2 separate regions of the Rattus norvegicus genome follow, and region 2 is linked to region 1. A link is a contact called in public Hi-C data. All regions are on one chromosome and are shown on one strand. The core of a region is the stretch at or near the end of the contact, and the rest is flanking DNA. Distances in the headings are between cores, read along the strand shown.

Region 1 (4,499 bases), core at 1,272-3,771:
AAGAGCCAGCGGTGGAACTGACCTGGTCCCTGGTCCTCTCCAGCAGCAGCAGCCTCAGCTCTTCTAGGCTGCGGTTGATGCGGTCCCGGCGCCGTTTCTCCACCAACGGCTTCAGCATCTGTGACCAGCGGGAAAGGAAGAGCGGGCCGACCGGACCGAGACTCAGCGCCGCCAGGCGAGCGTCCGACCCTGCCGCTGGGAAAGCACCCCCATGCGCCCCTTCTCCCAAATCCCATTCGTTCACTCTCACTCCCTCCTACTTCCCAGTACCCTTGAGTCGGTTTCAGTGGCTCGCCCACTTCTCCCTGCCCCTGCCCCTGCCCCTTCTGTATTCAGCTTTCTCCTCACTTCGCCCTTCTAGGACACTCCTCTTTTCTCTATATATCTCTGTCTGGTGTGGGCTCCCTCTTTGTGTATCAGTGAAGAACTTTAGGGACACTCTTTGCCCCCGAGCTACTGTGCTGCGCGATACAGACCTAAAGTGAAAAGTAGACACGTAGTGCGACCCCACCTCCCCTTCTCGCTCAAACCCTTCTAGACAGTCGCCTAGAAGTCGCCACTCGTTTTCCTAATACCTCCCTCACGCGGCCTCGCACCTCTGGAACCAGAGACTCAAAAGTCTTCTCTTTGAGTCAGATGTGGGTTCCCAGGCGCTTAGAGACAGTGGCCATAGCCTTTCCTCTTTTTTGTTCCAGCTCTGTCCTCTAGTTTATCTTATGTTGTCATAGTATAGCTTCGTTATTTTTGTAGGGACGCACTCCATGGCCTCGAACTTGCGATAATCCACCTGCCTCAGCTTCCCGAGCCCTAGAATAGGCCACGATGCCCAAATTCTGGCACTTTCCAGGCCACAAGCCGCAGCCCACAATAATGCAAACTCCTAGACCTCGGCCCGCCCAAGTTCGGCTCTGACCCTGTCCTCTTTATACTTTACAGGTTCTTTGGGTCGCACGAGCACCTCGGTCCTTAGAACCTTTGAGTCCTCTGGCCAGAACAGGGGCCCTATCTTCCTCCCTTCCCACCTCTCACCTTGGGACCGTCCCTATTCTCAGCTCGCTCCCGGGTGACCATTGCTCCTCCAGACCCTTCGGTGGACCCAGCGCGTGCTGCCTAGATCCTTATATCCCGCCGCTGCAGGGTAGGAGGGCTAGGGCCCGGCCCCGCCCCCTTCAGCTCCTGGATGCCCAGGACAAGGACCCCCGGCACGAGGCTCCCGGAAAGGCAGGGGGGAGGGGAAGGGGAGGAATTAGCCCCAAGTGTGGGAAGTGAGGGGAGGAAGGGACCACAGGCTGCTTTAAGGACCATAAAGCTGTATAAGGCGGGACCCAACTGGAGGGAGGAGAATATCAGGGGAAGGGAGTCTAAGTGAACTGGGCCGAACTCACTTAGGCATAAAATTTGGGAATCTCCTAGACTAGTAGATTTCTTGGAGGTTCACTATAACCCCACCAACACTGAAGTGTTAGCACGCTTCAGCCTCCAGGCTGAATATCATAATCTTCTCCCAGCCCCTAAAGGTGCAGAGCAGATCTGCCGGATTCTACTGGCTGGCTGTGGGAAAAGACGCCGTTGTACCTGTCCCTTCTGCTCAATCCCCACAATAACTCCAGTACTTAGCCCTGCAGACTAATAAGAATCTGCCGCCAAACGGATTCTAAAGATACTGTAGAAGAGAGTGACTTGAGTCCCCTGGAACAGATTTTCTTAAGGATGGATGGACTAAGGGAGGATAAAGGATACTTGTAGAAAAAAAAGTCTTTAAAGTATAAGTAAAAGTGAAAAAATCTTTCCATTTACAAGACTTTGGTTTAAAACTAAATTCAGGATAGCTGGCATAGCTGGCAGGAAAACCTCATACGGGTGCACCAGAGTTACTTGCTTCTGGAGGCCTCTAGTGAGTGTAGGGGAGCAGAGAGACGTGAGATTTGCTAAAGGGACAAGAAAGGGTTGGTTGCAAAAGGGGATCCGCACCCACCTCAAACCAAAAGCATGACCCTCTGCAGAAGGATATGTCAACACCTGGAGACTTCAGGACGAAGTGCCTGAGAAGGTAAAACCGAAATTTAACGTGACATGAAGACAGGGGGGAAAGACGTAATAAAGACGGGGCTACAAACCGAGCCAGAAGGTAGCTGTGGCGTCAGAGAGTAGAGCCTCCTCCCAGAGGCCCTCCACATCCTGAGAGGTTTTTCTACCAGAGGCTGACTTGCCAAAGGCAGAGCAGGAGGGGCCCGGTACTTGAGAAAGGGGCTCCCATTTGGGTTAGGGCCCTCAGTACATCCCACCTTCCTCTGCTTCAGCCAAATGGGAGCACAGATGTGTGGCCCCAGTAGGCCCCACCGCCCCCCTCCTTGGGAACCAGGATTGGGGTTGAGTTTTTCTCACCTGCACGTGAGGCTCGGGGCCTGAGGCAGTTTGCACCCGGGTGTGGGGCCGCCCCTGGCCATATGGAATGACTTTATGGCCCGGTGGCCGGATCCGACGAAGAGAAAGAATGGCCTGGCGCTCCACCCACCTCAATCATTCTGTACAACCTTTTCCCACACCTAAAAGTAAGCGCAAGATCGACTCTGCCTCTGACCGGTTCACATAGGCTTGTTACGAAGCGGTAACTCATCTGCATTGGTGGTTCAGTGGTAGAATTCTCGCCTGCCACGCGGGAGGCCCGGGTTCGATTCCCGGCCAATGCATATGCTGCCTTTTATTCCTCCCCAACTAGGGGAAAATAAAATTGACGGCACATCAAGCAAGTTTTCTTTTTTAAAGATTTCAACCAAAACTAAAATGTAGTGTTTTGATTCTGTGGCCGGCTTGGACGTTCCAGAAGTCAGTGACTCCTCAGGTCCTCACAACCTACCCTTAACCCTGGGGGCCTCGACACACATCATTGTCCGCACCTCCAGAGGCGCCACCTTGAGAAAGGACAGGGAACTGGTATCCCTGTCCAGGGGTCCTCTCCTTCCTCATCAGGGGAAGACCAGGACTTCCTGGTCTTTCTTTCCCTGTTCCTTTCTCCCTTTCATTCTCTGTTCGCTGAAGCACCTTTTCCCCAGGTCCAATCGTGGCATTTCAGTTTTCCGCTTTTTTCAGGTCCCTGAGCACTTCTCAGAAACTCCATCTCTCTGATAGTTTCTTCAGATCTCTCGGCGACTTCTGTTGGGGTCTCTCCGGGTCTAGGGAGTTCTTTCCGGCTTCTGAGTCTCACGTTCCTCTGCTGCTCCCTCTCTGGGCCTCTCCCCGTTATTTCGTCCTCTTTCCTGGTCCCTGTCGCCTCCGGCGACCCTGCGCTCCCACGCTCGCACCCCCAGTTCCCTGCAGCTCCCTGGCCCGCCCCTTGCCGGCAGCTTTGATCCCGCACGCGCCGCGCCCGGGAAGGGCGGGACCCGGCACGGCCACCTGCCGGGACCACTTGTGAGCGACCCGGGGGCCCTGACGCCCTGCGCGGGCTTTCCGCTCCCCTCCTGAGCTCTCCGCCACCCTCTGCGCCCCTCCTTCTGGCCTTCTCAGGCTCGCACAGTCTGAATTCCGGTTTAAGCCTTCCTCTCTTCTCTGGGCTGTGTCCTCTAAGTTTCAGCACGGTCTCGGAATGTGTCAGTGACAACTCTCCCCTTCTCGGCTCCAAGCAGGGGCCGTGGCCCTAAGAGAAAAGTAAACAGTCTTGGCATCTCTGTGAGCCCAACTGGTACATTTACCCATTCAGCCTAAATCTGTGTGTGCCTGCCATGTGACCTCTCTTGTTAGGCTTTCGGGTTGGTTACACTGGCTCAGAGGCTCTCCTGCAACGTACATTATTGGCAGGGATGGTGGTGTGGGGGACAGGAAACATCCAAGAAGGCAGAAAATTGAATAGGATAATTTCACATGGTTGTAAGGATAATTGCAAAGATGTGACAGTGAAGTACTAGTTTGGTTGAAGTAGTCAGAAGCAACCTCACGGTGGTGACAGTATCTCAGCATGGTCAACCGTGAGTCCAAGCAAAATGAACAAGTCCTGTGCTCACAGGATTTTGGAAGCTTGGGGATTAATCTAAGTGTAGTGAAGAGTTCAAGGCCAGCCGTGGCAACAAAGTCTACTTTCCAGTTAGCATCCTGGTTTGAGCCATTTGTTCTCTAAGAAAGTGCAGCAATTAGAGAGCCCCACTTTCCCACATCATGCTCTCCATCTCCCAAGCTCTCGACGGGAAAGGGGTCTCCCCTGCTACTGAAGCTGATTCCACACACCCCCATCTGACATCAACTCACCCATCTCCAGCCCCGCCCCAGATCCAGGTTATTCCCACGGGCATCAGAAGTGCTACAGGCCATTTGATGAGAACTATGCGAAATGCTCGTTTTGAAGAAGCTAGATAAACAAACCTACTGATTTAAGAAAATAGGCTTTCCCAGCAGGCTGAAAGCCTTGGGGGGTGGAGAGGGCACAAGAATTTCAAGTGCAAGGCTGATTCACCATGAAGCTAATGCAGTTGAAGGACCCGGAAAATAGTCTGGGGAAAGTTCCA
Region 2 (4,877 bases), core at 1,275-3,774, 320 kb before region 1:
AGAGTTGGCTGCGGATGTAAAGCAGAAGATCCCTGAGATGATTGACTATGAGGGGACCCGGAAGCTGCTGGCTCTCGACCCCTCCCCACTCAACGTGGTCCTCCTACAGGAGATCCAGAGATATAACAAGCTCATGAAGACCATCTTGTAAGCCGGAAGGAACACTGTAGACTGTGGGAGGGGAAGGAGAAATGCCCCCACTCGTGGTTGAGATGGCTCTCCCAGGCCCACACCTCTCTAATACTCTGCCCACTTCATTCTACTCAGGTTCTCACTGACAGACTTAGAGAAGGGTATCCAGGGCCTCATTGTCATGTCAACAAGCCTGGAAGAGATTTTCAACTGCATATTTGATGCTCATGTCCCTCCGCTGTGGGGAAAGGCAAGCTTCCCTGTCCCCCACACTGGCAATCCTAACCCTGAACCTCTCTTCACTTCATCCTCGGGAGGCATGTAGTGGACTTCAAAGAGCCTGGAGTTCCAGTCCAGACAGGTTCAAGGTGTTGAGATCTGGTTCCAACATCCACTGACTACAGAACAGATGTAGTCACATTAATTTTCCCAAAGGTATTTCAAAGATACTCCCCAACCCCAAATACTGTGCATGGCACTCAACAGGTACCTGGTCACTGTGGAGCAAGCATCCCTCATTCAAAAGCCCAAAATATGAACCTTTCTGAGTACCAAACACAATGCTCAAAAGACTTCAGATTATTAATTTTCAAATTAGGGATCCTCAACCAGTAGTCTATGCAAATATTCCACGGGCACCCTGAAGAACCCATGAGAAATCTGAAAGTCTGCTGGCCTCATGCATTTTGGATAAAGGATAATCTTGTAGTGGTATTATTATTAAGTGGTTGCTATTCTATGCTTTTCCCCTGGGAGTTAACTTTTGGAGAGCTTTGGCTAACTGTAGTTGGTGATGCCCCAGGTGTTCTGAATAAAAGCAACATGGACAGAGGGACATGCACTCCCTCCTTTCTCAGGTATATCCCTCACAGAAGCCTTTGGCGTCATGGACCCGGGACCTGGCTGTGCGTGTGGAACAGTTTGAAACATGGGCCAATCGAGCCCACCCTCCTGTGCTCTTCTGGCTGTCCGGCTTTACTTTCCCTACTGGTTTCCTTACTGCTGTGCTGCAATCTGCTGCTCGACAAAACAATGTGAGTGCCCAGAGCCGGGAGGCAGGCTAGGAATGGGATTGGTTTTCTTTCTTCTTTGGGGGCCTCCTTCATTGTTGCCTTCAATCCACAGATTTCAGTGGACAGCCTTTCTTGGGAGTTTATAGTTTCCACCGTGGACGACAGCAACCTGGTGTACCCACCCAAGGTGGGAGGACAAGCTCGGGATGAGGAGGGAAATGGAAGCAAAAATGGGAAGCTAGTCGGGAAGAAGTGGAGGATAGAGGAGTTAGGTCAAAAGTATTGTCAACTTAGGATCTTTTCCCCAACTCGGTCTCAATCTCTCTCCAGGACGGCGTCTGGGTTCGGGGCCTGTACCTGGAGGGTGCTGGCTGGGACCGGAAGAACTCTTGTTTAGTGGAGGCAGAGCCCATGCAGTTGGTCTGCCTCATGCCCACCATCCACTTCCGTCCAGCAGAGAGCCGAAAGAAAAGTGCCAAGGGTGGGAAACTGTCCCCTCCCCATCTCTTGTTTGGATACTAACCCATCCTCTCTGCTCAGTCCTCAAATGTCCCTGCTCTCATCTTCCAGGCTTCCGAATCTGATTTCTTCTCTTCTCCCCCAGGCATGTATTCCTGTCCGTGCTATTATTACCCCAACCGGGCAGGCAGCGCAGACCGAGCCTCCTTTGTCATAGGCATCGATCTCCGATCTGGAGCCATGACATCTGACCACTGGATTAAGAGGGGCACTGCTCTGCTGATGAGCCTGGACAACTGATGGACCATTCTGTCCTGTTCCAGAGGGTCGGAAGACCCAGGACCTTGAACTAAAGCTGGATCTCAGGCTTTGATCTTAGCTGAATCCAGCATATAACGACTCCCTGGCGGTACCTAGTAGCGCTAGCGGTATAGGTGGAAGACTTATTTTGGAGCTCAGCGCAGTAAAATACGTGCAAAACCAAGCCCCAAGTCTCTTAATGATGTTTTAGTGTGTGTTGCGGGGTGGGGGAAACGGGAGGGAGGGAGGGAAGCTGGGACTTAATACTGGAAAGGAGCAGCTACAGCCAGAACTGAAAGGGGGAAGTGGGGTGGCCTCTAGAGGAGGCGTGGCCTTGAACTACTTGCCAGCCAGGCCTAAAGGAGGTGTGACTCCAGGAAAGGATTTGAGCAGGCGGGGCGGGGCTTGCTTTGGAAGGGCGCGGGATCCAAATGGAATAGAGATTTGTCAGGTAAGGGTCCAGGATGGGCTCCATACACTGCACCCTCATTAAGCCTCGCAATCCTTACCCGGAATTCTTATCTGAAACTACAGCTGAGGGGAGCGGGACCGAGGACAGGGCGGAGCCGGAGAGAGGGACTTCAGCGCCGAGGGGCGGGACCACGAATCGGGGGCGGGGCTGTGGAAGGGGGGCGGGTGCGGGTGTTTGTGTTGGAAAATCAAACTGCGCCACGGGGTAGAGTGGCCCCCCCAACCCCTCTCTGGGAGAGGGGGGGCCGCTCGACCCCCAAGAGGCCTTGAAGATCTTGAATATCTGGGACCCCCAGAACCAGGTAATGGGGAGTCTCAAGGACTTTTGGAAAGAGGGAGACCATCTCCTTGCAAGGGGGAGGGGCGGGACGTCAGACTCTAGAGAGGTCGGGCTAGGGATGGGCATTTGAGTCTTGTGAAAAGCAATGGCAAAGTGGGGACGCAGGACATCCAAGTCCTCCAAAAGCGAACAAGGTAAAGGTAGTGGAAAAAGTGTGGTCTTGGCTCTAAAGGTCAAGAGGGCCTAAAAGTAATCCCAGTCCCGCTTGGGATGGGGAGTTGACACTAGGGCGGGGCTTAGCAGTCCTGAGGAACAAGACTATAAGGTCAGTTTGCGGATAGCTCTAAGCCTAGGGGCTGGCTCACAGAGGTCAAAATTGATCAGGCAAAGTGAGCCTCCAGTTACAGGCCCACTTGAAGGCTTCCTTCAGCTCTTTCCCCCGGGGAGACGTGTATGTATTCTTGACTTTCACCATCTCTCCAGGAGCGGTAGCTTTTCCGTCTCACCCCACTCCACCGCACCTTCTGCTTTCCGCCTCGCCTGATTCGTTCCCCTAGTCCCCGGTGCCCTCCTCACTTTTCCGTCTTCAGATCCTTAGCCTTCACTGGGTTCTGGCCCTTTCTCCCACGTAGCCACGAGATGGCGAGGATGAGACGCCCAGCAGAGCTGAGGGTCATGCGTCTTGGGGGATATAGCTGTGACACGTACCCCTGAGAAAGGTTCGGTGAGGTTCCTTTGATTCCCTGTCATCTGTCTGGCACCCGCCCCTGTCCCGGGAAATTGTAAGCATATGGGTAAAGAGCAGAAGCTAGGGACAGGGCTAGACACTATGTTTTTTCGGCCTAGAATAAACACTGGTGAAGTGGCATGTGGGTTGAGGTGGTCACTAAACTGTAGATTCGTTTCTGACTTGTTGCGGCCTGTGAGTGTGTCTTGGGGTGGGGGAGCTAGAGTGTGGGGAAGGTCGAAGACAGAACACCTAGTTCCGGGCGATGTGAACTCCGAGAGAAAAGAAGTAACTGAGGTGCGATAGGAATGGACCCAGTGGTCGTTCAGATTAAAGCGGGTCGGATCTCCGTTGCTCGCAAGGGTTGTTTGCCCAGTTGCCAGAGTAACAGGCCAACGAACGTCCACCTCCAGATTCCCAAACTCACTCACTCCAGTCCAATCCGCTTTAGCGGACGTCGACTACGTCAGGGCCCTAGTGACCAATGGGAAGCTGTCATTATAGAGAGACTGAATAAAGGGGAAGGGAGGAGGTGGGGGGGGGGGGAGGCGGTGGCTACCCAGGATCCGCACGTGCACTCCCACACGCTTCACTCCCTGTACAACCCCTTCCACCGCCCAGGCACAGACAGTCTCTTGCGCCTGCGCGGCGAGTCTTCGCAAGCCCCCCCCCCCCCTTGCCTCAGGTCGTCAGTCTGTGTTTGCAAACTAGTCCAAGGTTGTGTTTCTCAACCCCTGTGGGCCCAGACGTCTGGGTGGGTTAGGGCTCTTTAACCGGGAGTCGACTGTTAATGTCAGCCTCTCAAGGGAAGGCCCGCTAACAGTGTTCCCCACTGCCACCCCCAGCTGGCGCCCCAAGCTCCCAGGTGGGCTGGGCGGAGCTGTGGTTTCCGGGCCCCCTAGGCTCAGTAGCGGCTTTCCCGAGCTCTAGCTTAGGTTGTTTCCACAAAAGAAAGGGAGTGGGTACAAGCGCCCCTTCCTAAGGCTTAACCCACCCAGACCTAGCTGCAGTTTGTGACCCGGCAGGACACTGTAAGAAGCCCCTTGAGGCCCAGGACCTTCTTGGCCAGAGGGTCATTATGCCCTTTATGCTTTTTGATAGGCAAACTAAACCTTTCCCTTCCCTTCCTTAACATTTCCTTGTAGCACGCTCTGGCGTTCTTTACACCTCCCTTGGCTCCTTTCGGGCTGTCTGTCCCCGTCTCCACTCGTCCTTCTCTGCTTCTCCAGAGGGTTATATAACTCTTCCTCTCGGCGTGTCCTGATTTCAACTCCACAGACTCCGCCCTGGAACAGCGCGGGAGGGGCGGGAGAGTTGGGGACCCAGACAGATTCCGGCTGGCGGCCAGCTGGGGCACAAGGGATCCTGCAGATAGCAGACGGAGTCCCGCGGGACTTGGTTGGTGCCCGGTCCTTAGTCTCCCTCCCCTAACCAGGGATCAAGCCCAGAAGAAAGAAGGCACAGTATTTCCGAGGGGCGTGTCGGGACAGTCAGA

What was found. Hi-C and Micro-C count contacts between places; a contact is called where the count stands out from the background.
Region 2: a contact with region 1 is called in a Hi-C map of liver, with 2.4 times the contacts expected there. The contact joins the promoter of Kdm6b here to the promoter of Hes7 in region 1. A contact is called at or near these places in 1 of 12 Hi-C or Micro-C datasets (liver) and 1 of 1 datasets of contacts at active chromatin or transcription factors (oligodendrocytes).

Annotation. Positions count from the first base shown.
Region 1 is chr10:54,320,993-54,325,491 of GRCr8, reverse strand. Hes7 (hes family bHLH transcription factor 7) reads right to left here and starts at 2,521. Exons shown (of 5, transcript NM_001401553.2): 1 at 2,386-2,521; 2 at 1,976-2,042; 3 at 23-118. The coding sequence starts at 118. It overlaps Trnag-gcc2 (transfer RNA glycine (anticodon GCC) 2), which reads left to right and starts at 2,620; the gene lies at 2,620-2,690. It overlaps LOC103693354 (a long non-coding RNA gene), which reads left to right. Exons shown (of 3, transcript XR_005490654.2): 2 at 47-1,138; 3 at 1,509-2,779.
Region 2 is chr10:54,638,661-54,643,537 of GRCr8, reverse strand. It overlaps Kdm6b (lysine demethylase 6B), which reads left to right and starts at 2,524. Exons shown (of 24, transcript NM_001401950.1): 1 at 2,524-2,677. Dnah2 (dynein, axonemal, heavy chain 2) reads left to right here. Exons shown (of 88, transcript NM_001100676.1): 83 at 1-147; 84 at 268-382; 85 at 990-1,166; 86 at 1,258-1,332; 87 at 1,476-1,626; 88 at 1,750-2,088. The coding sequence ends at 1,904.